3 separate regions of the Zea mays genome follow, and regions 1 and 3 are each linked to region 2. The links are chromatin contacts, called in public Hi-C maps. All regions are on one chromosome and are shown on one strand. The core of a region is the stretch at or near the end of the contact, and the rest is flanking DNA. Distances in the headings are between cores, read along the strand shown. Region 1 holds the start of LOC100216589. Region 2 holds the start of LOC100193715 (Putative receptor-like protein kinase family protein). Region 3 holds the start of LOC100191183.

What was found. Hi-C and Micro-C count contacts between places; a contact is called where the count stands out from the background.
Region 1: a contact with region 2 is called in a Hi-C map of ear, with 2.4 times the contacts expected there. The contact joins the promoter of LOC100216589 here to the promoter of LOC100193715 in region 2. A contact is called at or near these places in 3 of 25 Hi-C or Micro-C datasets (ear, leaf and tassel).
Region 3: a contact with region 2 is called in a Hi-C map of tassel, with 3 times the contacts expected there. The contact joins the promoter of LOC100191183 here to the promoter of LOC100193715 in region 2. A contact is called at or near these places in 10 of 25 Hi-C or Micro-C datasets (bundle sheath, ear, endosperm and 4 more) and 2 of 3 datasets of contacts at active chromatin or transcription factors (leaf and seedling).

What each region holds. Positions count from the first base shown.
Region 1 is chr9:109,883,833-109,887,566 of Zm-B73-REFERENCE-NAM-5.0, reverse strand. It overlaps LOC100216589, which reads right to left and starts at 1,400. Exons shown (of 7, transcript NM_001143004.1): 1 at 1,219-1,400; 2 at 1,050-1,140; 3 at 754-933; 4 at 427-618. The coding sequence starts at 1,277.
Region 2 is chr9:110,109,041-110,112,859 of Zm-B73-REFERENCE-NAM-5.0, reverse strand. LOC100193715 (Putative receptor-like protein kinase family protein) reads right to left here and starts at 1,463. Exons shown (of 3, transcript NM_001358871.1): 1 at 1,205-1,463; 2 at 783-1,002; 3 at 1-321. The coding sequence starts at 312.
Region 3 is chr9:109,952,784-109,956,500 of Zm-B73-REFERENCE-NAM-5.0, reverse strand. LOC100191183 reads left to right here and starts at 1,661. Exons shown (of 8, transcript NR_158553.1): 1 at 1,661-2,084; 2 at 2,182-2,360; 3 at 3,142-3,222; 4 at 3,324-3,410; 5 at 3,526-3,642.

The sequences.
Region 1 (3,734 bases), core at 151-2,650, 230 kb after region 2:
TGCATTTAGCACTTGTACAGAATATGCAAAATTCTAAAAGGAATACAAAAACAACATTTTAAATGGGACATGCACAACTCAAACACAATGCTAAAAGTGGATTCCAAAAGGGATATGAAGAATTAATGTCCGTATCAAATTCAGCAGTATACGGATGCCAACTAAAATTCTTGAAACGAGAAGGGATGTTGATTGATTGTTGGAAATGACAACTATAATACAAAGGACGTGCTGCAGTAGCAGGAAAGATGGGAAAATCTGTTCACGTGAATGACATTGCACTTATTGATATTTGTGCTAAACCAACTGATTTGTTCCAATATTGCAAGTGCAGACAAGTTATTAATTAATATAAAAGGAAGCATCTGGCATCTCTTTAGCAATGTAACAAGTGTATAGAATCATTAAGAAAGTGAAAAGCATCACCTGCCCATCAGGACCAGGCTTTGTGTCCATCATCTCTGGGTTTGGCCTATACATCAGGAGGTCTTCCTCATCCGAATGCCCGTCCTTCCCCTTCACCTCTGCATTTCCTGCCTTCTCTCGAGCAGTTGCATTGTCAGCGGCATTGGTGAGCTTCTGGATTTGGTACTCTGCCTTCTTGTCAATCGGACGAATCTACCACGCCAAATTCAACAGAAAGCGCGGTGACCTTGTCATTCGGACGAATCTACCAAACAGCCGCCGCAGCAGCAGTAGCTCTAGCAAACGGGGTAGGGAAATGAAGAATCGGCATCAGAAGCACAAGCAAACCTTCTCCAGAAACAGCCTAATCTCGACAAGGCTCCGTACAACGGGGTGGCCATCCACCGAGAGCCCCTTGGTCTTGCGGAGCAGGTAGTAGACGATGTCCTGGCAGTAGCCAAGAAGCATGTGGTTCTTCGCTTCTAGGTACCCGATCCCGTTGCCCGCCGGCAACTGGTTCGCCTTGACCTATCGACACGCGAGGAGAGCGAACCAGGGTTCATCCCACCATCGTACCCAATTGGAGGTTTAAGAAACTGGGAGAGGCGAAGGAAGCTTGGAGGGGGGAACCATGACTGGATTACCTTCCGGGTGATGGCCTCGACCTTGCCCCTGACGAGGTCCAGTCCGTCCTTCATCTCCTTGAGAGCGGCGAGCAGCCCCGGCACGTCGTCGCTGCAAACAACAAACGCCCAGGTCAAATTTTGCTTTGGGCGCTAAAGCTGGCGAGAGGCATCTAGAAGCTTTGCGTACCGTACGAGGAATTCGTCATTGCTCACGCTGTTAGCTTCGGCGGCGGATGCTGCCGCCATGGTAGCGAGCGACTTTGTTCGAGAAATAGGCGGTGCCTAGCGACACGGCTGCCTCACGGGAGGATCGACCGCGACGACGTAGCGCGTGGCGTGGGCTGGAGCAAGCTGCCGTGCCGACGGAGCGGTGACTCGTCCCGGAACGCGGTGGCGGAGGCCGCGCTGGGGTTTGGGGAGGGGAGAGAAGGAAACAAGATTGTCTGCAGTCGCACTCATCGACTCGTCTCTGCAGTCACACGATCAGTGCCATCCGCTGAAAATCCAATGGCCAGTGTGTTCCATACGTCTTCATCTCTTGACGACCTGGTTCTCACGGTCTAGATCCAGCCCAACAAGTAAAATACGGCCCAATCAGGTCTTGTTCGTTTTTGTCGGATTGCACCCGGAATCGTTCCAGTTAATCAAAATTTATATAAATTAGAGAAACAATCCGGTTAGAAATCGTTCCGACCCACCAATCCGATACAAACGAACAAGGCCTCAGGCTGTCTCCAACAGAGCCGGTAAAATATCCTCTACCCTAAATATAGCGTACATATATGTCATGTAAGCGTCCAGCAACAAACGCTAAATCATCCTCTATATTATAGCGACTCTCTCTCTCCCTCTATTTCTGGCGGACATACGACACTCGCTATGCACTGTTCAATCACGCACGCCAACTCCTTCCATTCTCTCCCGCGCTTGCTCGTTGTCGTCGTCGAAGTCGTTCGATGATGCTGAGCTCGACGGCCTCGCCGCCTTCCCCGTCCCTGCCCCTGCCCATGGAGCAGAAGATGTTAACCATCGCCAAGCTACGCGTCCGAGCCATGGGTAGTACAACGCATGCGGCGTGGTCGAGAGGGAGTAGACGAGGGATGATGGGAGGTCGGCGGCTGGGGACGACGTTGGCAAGGTGGACCTCATGATGCTTGTCGCCAATGGCGACGCCGAGCTCCTAGTGTTCGTGTTCCTCAACTACCTCGGCGTAGAAATCGCGGACGCTTGACTGGTACTCAAGGAAATGTTGAGCACTATAGTCTATAGACATGAACGATGTAATGTATTTTTTAAAAAAATGTCGGATAACCTTTTCCTTATAGAAACACGAGTAGTAATGTAGGATACAAAATGTAATTTTTTAATTAGTTCCTAATTCATTTTTGCTAGAAAGGATTTTTAAATCTGGCACACTGTAGATATAGAGGACTGAATTTAGGGAACATTGCTGGAGATGACGGAAATATAGAGGACAAAATCTTTTAGAGTGTGCTGTAAAGGACACAGAATATTCTTTTAGGGGATGAATTTTAGGGGACGTTGCTGGAGAAAGCCTCAAAATGCAAGCAGCAGGTCGTCCTGGGGTTCTACGCCATCATCACCTACGGGAATGGCAACGGGGACTCGATTTCGGATTCCCGCGGGGAATTTCTCCATTAGAGAATGGGGATAAGGAAGAAACTTCCACCGCGGAAATATAAACAGAGAAAATTTATCCCTCGACAGGTAAACGGGGATGAGTACGGGGAAGCATTCCTCGTCCCTGTTCTCCGCGGGGACCGTTAAACTTGCATATGACTGTTTTTTGTACTAGTTAACGACAAAAAGAAATAATTACCTTGTCAAGAGACCACTAATTGTACAAATGTGTTCATTTTGATGTATGCATAATGATTTCTTACATCTCACAATGTGTATAAGTGATAATGTTTAACATTAATAACAAAGAATGTATGTCTTAATTATAATTTAAACGGTGATGGGGATCCCCGTTGGGGATTTATCCCTGCGGGGAACGGAGATGGGGAAGAAATGCTCTCCGCAAGCGTTCGTGGGGATCCCCGTGGGGAAAAAATTTCGTCGCGGGGACGGGGATGGGGAGCTATTCTCCGGCGGGGAATTCCCCGTTGCCATCCCTACCTGCAGGCTGCAGCTGCCTCCATCCATGACCGTGTGCATCCACGAGCTCCACAAGGCTAGCAAGAGATCCTTCTACGCGGGCAGTAGGCACGTTGAGATATGAGTGTAGAGATCTGGTCCAGGAACACATAACCTTCAGGGTATGACCCCTAGTGAATGAGTGGGAAATGTCATAGGTTCGAAAGGGTAGGTCGTTCAAGCAAGGGGCGGAGAAGGGTGGTTTAGTGAATTTAAAGTATACATATGTGGCTACCGAAGTCAGTTTTTGGTGAGCCAGATGTCAAATGGCTAGAGGCCATCAAATCAATGTGTAATGAAATTTTGGGAAATTATACAAAGAAGGAAGACGAAGCTTTGACCATTGATTTTGGTGCTCGAGGGAAAAGAAGATTGAACCGAGTTTTCGATGTTATTCGTTTTGTATATCCTGATTACTATTTCCTGGCTCAAGGTAAGGGGAAAAAGAGGGAGAGTGCTTTGAAGTCACCTTTGGCTACGCTGAAGCAAAAGAGAGTAAAAGTTTTGGAAAAGCGGCCAAAGTCTTATTCTGAGGGTAGCAAT
Region 2 (3,819 bases), core at 214-2,713:
AGGGAAAGTGTAGGATGATGGCCCGGTGAAGATCCGGGCAGTCTGGTACAGCGCCGAGTTATCAAAAGAGGCCACCCCGTTTGCTGAGGTGCCCGCAAGTATATCCTGGGAGGTGGACACCTTCACCGGAGATGCGCCATCCGCTGTGAAGGTCCTCTGGCCAACCATTGTGCTCTTGGAGGACCCACAGTCAACAAGGTAGCTGTCCGCAGGCGTGAACTGCGCTTTGCAGATGTAGAAGGATGACAAGATGCAAAGCACGATGAAGGTTGTTGCGGCTTGCCGCTTCTTCCTCCCCAAAGTAGCCATCATGATGTTGACCTGAGTAAAAAGTATGTTCACAATTTTCAGATCGCATGCATGCAAAACTGAAATCCCATCTCGAGAAAAAGGGAAGCAAAACAATCGGTAATAGGCAAGAACAAGAATATGCTGCTCATCACTTGTGGGCATTGAACTCGAACTGAATCCCCCAAAACTTCTGGAAAACGAACCGCATCGGCAGCTTGGCTAGATCGATCTTGCCTAGCGCATATGGCAGAAAACGAAGAAGCTAGAAGAGGTACGGTGGAGATTAAGAGCTAGCAGCGCAGCACTCTCCGCGCTTCCGCGGCACGGTCGGACCCAGCAAAAGACATTTTTTTTCCAAAAAAAATGAAGTTTGTAGGCAAAATACATCTATACTGGACTTGTAACCGCATGAGATCAGATCCGAACACAAAGAGTTTGGGTTCGGGAGCTCGGTTTCGCAAGACAGGAACGGAAGAGAAGGGGTGGGCTACCTGGGCGGGTGCTCGTCGCCGGCGAAGGTCCCGAAGATGGAGACCTGAGCACCTGGCGTAGGGCGGGGTCGGCCGCGCGGTCGTCGGCACCAGAGACAGAGAGAGAGAATGCCGGGGTGCGCGGAGGAGATCTCGGCTCGGAGGCAGGCGGCGCTGGGTAAGGGCACACTCAACAAGGTCACCTCAGCTCTCCGTAGGAGTCCCGAGTCCGCATCAGCATCTGAAGGAGAAACAAGCAGAGAGATTAAGAGCTAGCAGCGCGTCACCCTCCGCACTCCGCACTCCGCAGCAAACAAATCGAAAGGGAGACAGATTTGGATTTGATTGCTCACGGACCACGGCCACGGCAAAGTAAATGCCCCCAAGAACAAACGGAGCTCCTAGATCGAATCAACCGGCAGAAGGAAGCTAGGTTCACTCACCACCAAGGCACCAGCAGGAGAAGAAACGGATCCGAGGCCGGGCGGATCTCTCCGGCTGTGTCAGCTGTTCAGCACCAGGACGGCGGCCGAGAGCAGGAGCACGCTCCGTGGGGCAAGAATGCGGAGGCGGGAGTAGCAGGCACTGCCTTGATGCGTCTTGTCGACGGCGATGAAGTCGCCGATGATGCGGCGTCAGAAAAGGTGGCGCGGTTCGTGGGGAGAGGAGAGAGAAGGTGGGGAGAGGAGAGAGAACTCAGAGAATGAGAGAAGTGTGGACAGAGAAAGGGCGAGCGAGCGAGCGAGCAGAGTTTTGTACTACTAGGATCGCCTTGCTTTGTTTTACCGTTATAATAGTCCACCCCGCGTAATTAGGCTTTACACAAAATCAGGATTTTTTATTATAGTATATTTTTTAAATTTCCTAAGGTGGAGCTCCTCGGCTACATATACAAAACAGATTCAGATTTTTGTTTCCCTTATTACCTCTAAATTTTTCCCCTATATCACTTTTCCCTCCTATTTTTTTTATCTCCCGCAACAGTTCCCCCTAAATACTACCCTTATATCCCACTACCACTATAAAATATTATTTTCTATACCAACTATCAATTTTTTATCTACTAACAATTACTTGTGGACCCACAGCACAGTGTTTGGGGATGAACAGTGACACGCTATATCTGGGGGAGAGAGAAGAGGATCGGCGCGTAGGGGCGCCGTAGGAGACACCGCTGCGGCCATAAAGTGCCCCTACGCGCCACATGCAAGAGGAGGGGGCTACCAAGGGGGCAGCGTTGCGCATAGCCTTAGGACAAGCTAGGTAAGCTACAGCAGCGAATCCAAACACTCTTTAAAGCTTGTTTGGAATGGAAGTAAGAGAATTGAGGGGCTAGAATTTTCTAATATTTAAATTTAAATAGTAGAGAATTTTGACCCTCTTAATCCCTTCAATATCCTTGCTTACAAACAAGCCCTTAGTATTTAAATAGATATATTTCTCCCAAATAAGTATGATATATTTGGACAAATGGTTAAAATCCCTTTTTAGGTGCGGAGTAACTAAAAATTTAGATTGCCAATGTAATTTCCGACAAGAATTTTCTTATGTTTTTTCACAGGCTTAATAAAAAACACTACCTAATAAGTATTACATCCGTTCAATAATATTTATCGTTGGCTAGTTTATTTTTTTAACTAAAACGCAATAAATAAAAAAGAATAGAGAGAGTATATACCATTGTGTAGCAGGATAATTCCTGAAACTAACAAAATAAAAATGGCAGAGTCAAAACTGTTTTTTTTTTTGCCAGAAGCTGAAGTTATCAAGAGGTGGATTCTCTTCACTGTCTCTAAGAAACCCTAATACTGCCAAAGAGTCCTAAAACAATGAATTATCACAGCGACAAAGCTACCATTTCGCGCAAATCTTAGGTAATGAATCATGCAGTATAGAAGATAGACATTCCAACTCCCAAGAAGTAGTTAAAGTCTTCGGTTTCTTCCAGGGAAAAAAAAGAAAACTTCTTTTTTTTAAGAGCAGCCACAGTAGTATATATGCAAAATGCATTTCGTAGTACTCGAGATGTTCTATACAGGCTAGTTGAACTATTGTGGAACTAGTCTATCGCACTTAAATTTTGCACCTCTCAAAAAATCCGGTTGATGTAGCTACGTACGCAGTACGCTGACCTGTATCCACACATACCCATCCCATCCATCCAACCAGTAGTGTGTGTGCTGTACACGTCTCGCTGTGTTAATTTTTTTTTTGGATGTCGTCTGGTCAAAATCGTCTGTAGCGTTTTCTCTCAGAGTTTGGGCTGCAGTGTTCTTTAATGTTATTATATATATGTGATTGGGTGGGCACGAAAGTATATATTGACGTTCTGGAAAGGCATCCTTTGACAATAACCACGTTATTCAAACGTGCTTTATTTTTTGTCAGCGTTGAAACTGAAATCCTCAAATTGATAGACAACTTGGATTAAAAACGAAAGAAAAAACCATTCAACGTGCATTTGTTTTTTTCCTGCCTTTTTTTTTTAAAAAAAATCTGGCTGGTTGTTGTCTTAAGTATTCCGTCGGTACGGCCGTTTCCGTTGGTTGGAACAACAACCGAACATGGGCTTCCACTGGCACCACCGCAGTTTGATCCCTGTCTCGTTATAGCTGAGGTGTGTCCATTTTTTATTTCTCTCTTTTGCTAATCAGTGGTATACGTACACGTACTCGTCTCGTGGAGCCATTTGCGGCGTGATGAGAGCTCGACTACACGGTTTCCGAAGCACACCATGGCTGTGGCCAGCTAACTAAATTAGCTAGCCGTGTGTCAAGGATCTCAGGAGTAGTTGAGTTCATGTTTCTAACACATGTGCGTTGCGGATTTTGGTGACGTGGCTCCCATGTTCTCTTGGATGTGAATGGTAACGACAGCTCAAGCAACTTGCAAAGTCGGTACGTATATATATCTATCTATCCTGTCACGTGAGATCATTATAGTAATCCTCAAGACTATAGAGAGAGAGAAGAAAAAACAGGTCATGCCTTGTAACAAGGAAGGTCAATACCTCTCTATTAACAGCGCGTGCGCGTTTCTTTTATTAACAAAAAAAAGT
Region 3 (3,717 bases), core at 412-2,911, 160 kb after region 2:
ATAGAAAATATAAAGTCTAAATATATATATACTATGTTTTATAAAATAAAAAAAATATAATCGTGCCGGGCCGGGCCGGCACTGCGGGCCGAGACAGCGGCCCAAGCACGGCACGACTGTCGTGTCGGGTCCGACCCGGCACTATTAAACGGGTCATGCTTCGGGCCGGCCCGTCAAGCACGTCCCATTTGGCCATCTATAGCCGCAGCCGCCTTTGCTTAACCATAGGGCCCATCTTGCTCTTTGGACGGCTGCAACTCCGACTTATTATGCCCCTATTTGTTTCAGCTTTTTGAAGCTTCTGACCATCAAAAGCTGATGCGGACTGCTAAACGCTCAGCTTTTCAGTCAGTTTCTATAAAATTCGTTTGGTTAAAACCATTCAAAATCAACATAAACACATAATCAGTTGAGTCGTTGCAATTGTAGTAATCTGTCACTTTCTACATCCTGAATCTTATGGACACCTTTATCTTCCTCCGCACGTAATCCTAATGATACTCAGATTCTCTACACAGTCAGATTCTCCCCACAGCCAGATTCTCAGAAAAGTTAGTCAGAAAAAAGCTGAACCAAACAAGCCCTATGAAGCCTTGCCAAATGGTTAAGAAGCTTTTTAAGGGCTAGAGCCGTTTTAATGTTGTGAGTCAAAGCAAAAAAAACTCAATTTCTATTAGTTTCTTCTATATTTTTCTTTTACACCATACGAAAGAAACACGGGATATATTGTTTTACTAAATGAACTGTAAAACGTCTCGGTCTCTTTCAGAGAATCCGGAGCCAAAAGAAACAGAGTTAAGTTATTTTTAGGTGAATCATAGCCCTGACAAAGAGACCATAGTTTTGAATTTTAGCACTCAAATCTCAAGAGATTTTTAGGTAGTTGATAGCTCAGACCGAGGGCATATACAACCCACATATTTAACTTAAATCTTGAAGGGTATTTAATGAGGTAAATGCAAAATACACAAGAGACGTATCTTGACGAAGGAACGTCTCTAGTACGATTCTCTAATTCTAAGATACACATACGGTTCTACCCATATAACCCACACAAATGAGTTGTATCTTGATGAGTTGTATTGAATAAAATACAAGACTTACATACATTGGGTTGTATGAACGCGTTTTTTAGGTGTATCTAATGCTTGGAGAACATAATATATAGGTTGTACACTGCCGTGATGGAACTGCCCTGGGGTGTCTAGCTATGCTTTTGTGAGGATTTTTATACCCGATCATTATATTAAATGACCCTGATCTTTGAAGTGGATTCACTTTATTAAGACGTTGCATTATTCATGGAGATAATATAATTGACTTCTTAGATCTAAATATATCTCATAAATAATTTAACTAATTGTTATTAACTAAATAACTAACAACTATGTCACTAGTTAGATCAAACTATGTTATTAACTGATCAACTAACTATTATTTCGTTAGTTAGATCAAAGTATATACTAGTATGAGCTATAAGCTATCAACTGGCACCTAATGTATCCAAATAGCCGGAAAGCCCATCCAATAACCTATAGGCATTAGCAAATTGTTTTGTGGCCCAATTGCAATCTCACACACCTCACTCTGTGCAAAATTTTCCACCCATGGCGCCCGCCGCGAACTGCAGCGTCATCGTCCTCGCTAAACTGATATTCCGCGCGTGTGTGCTTGCAGGCACTGGCAGCCAGGAGGTATCGGCGACGAGATACTGCAGCGCGCGTCCATCGCCTCGTCCCCTCCACGCTCCGATCCCTTCGCCTCCTCCGCGCCTCCCTCCCCGTCCCCCTCCTTACCCCCAAACCCTCGGCGCAAGTCTCGCTTCCGCGACGCCCCTACCCCCGATTCTCCACTCGGTCGCGCCACATACACCTCCACCTCGCCCATCTCCGCCACGCATTCTCGCCACCGCCGCCACGCCTCCGCTTCCTCCGCCCCCGCTTTCGCGGCCGATGGATCCGGTGACGGTGTCGCCCGCCTCAACTCCTTCCTCCGTCGACAGCGTGCCATGGTCGCTGACCTAGCGGCAGGGGACCGCCCTGCGTCGAGGTCCACCAAGCTCGTGCTCTCCGACCCCTCCAAAAGTAAGTTTCTTCTGAGCTTCTGGTACCATTTTTGAAATTTTGAACTGAATCTGAGTTGTGTCGTCATTTATTGTATCTTTGTTTGGAACTTTGGAAGGTCTGAGCTCGATTGTGGCGGCAATATGCTACGCGTGGATGCTTCCCAGCAAGGGTGATGGCCAGGCAACGGTGCCGGTGGTGAACATGAGCCGGAGCAGGATGGCTAGGTGCAGGCAGGCGGCTTGGCTCCTGTATCACGTCGGGGTCGACGCCTCAGCGCTGCTCTTCGCCGACGAGGTGCATCACGTGACCTTACTGTGCCTCTTCATGACGTGAATGGTACTATGTGTTTGGTTGGATACAAGGAGGTATAAAAGGAGGCGGTCATATTTTATACAGTGTTTGGATAAGAGCCACTCGGGGATAAGGTATAAGTTGAACACCAGAGCAATTTTTTGTGGCGTCATGATCTTAAAAAAATTAAGAGGACGGTGTCGCTCCGGCCTTATCCTACTTTGACCTCAAACCAAACACATCCGTAATTGCTGGGGTTCAGTATGAAATTAGTTTCGGATAGATTCAACAACTGTCTTGGTCCCAGAGGTCTTGAACATTTATTTGAGGCAGAGGCAACAGGGATGGGGTACATACAACAATGCATTTCAATCGTGTAGTGTGGGTTTCCTCATTTTTTTTGATTGGCATCATGTGGTTGTCCTTCTTAGTGATCATGACACCAACAGGTTTCGGAATTTCACATCTGTGCTTTTAGCATAATGCGCTTATATGTCGATAGAAAGGGAAGATGAATCCAAGCCGCAAGTGGGGGGACATATAAAGTAACTTATGCATAAGATATCATAAAGAGTTAAATAAGAGCGATGTGCATTAGCACCAGCAGCTAACTATATTTGCTTGTTTCCCTCCGTCTAGTTTTCAAATTTTCACATTTGTTTTGTATGGGCAGTGACATGCAAGATGTGTTATTGTCCAGTTTGCAAGGAACAATCAAGCTGCATACATATTGCATTGCAACAAAAAATATATATATGGTTCTGATTTCGAGAATCTTAATTAGGTTGACACGGATGGGCTAATAATGGACCAGCGAGTTAACTTGCTTGTGGTGGGGCAAGATATTTTGAAATCAAAAGCTGAGGTAATAATGTGTGGTTGTACTTTTCAAGTGTCTCCATAGGTTAATAATGTATATGGTATCAGCATTTACTTCACAAGCATGCTTGATTTGGTGTCCTATAGGTTGGCTCAGTTTGCACAACCCTGACCCATACCTATTGTGAGGATGCTTATAGCCTGCTTCAAAACTTGGACATAAAGAAACTTCTGGTTAGTGCATTTTCTACATGCGGCGTCCTATGTAAATTACTGACATCTCATGATTATATTTTTTCTCAAGGAACTCTCTTGATTATACTTAATGTGGTTTCTGATCAGCTTGCAGGTATCCTGTTAGATACGAACAACCTTTCCAAGAAGTGCTCAAATAGAGATTCAGATGCAGTGCAGTTGCTTTTGTTTGGAACCTCTGAGCATATGAGGCATGAATTGTTTCAGCAATGTAATATAAGAATCTTACTTACACATTCATCTACAGATATAGAATTAAGGCTGAGAATTCATACATTAATTATTG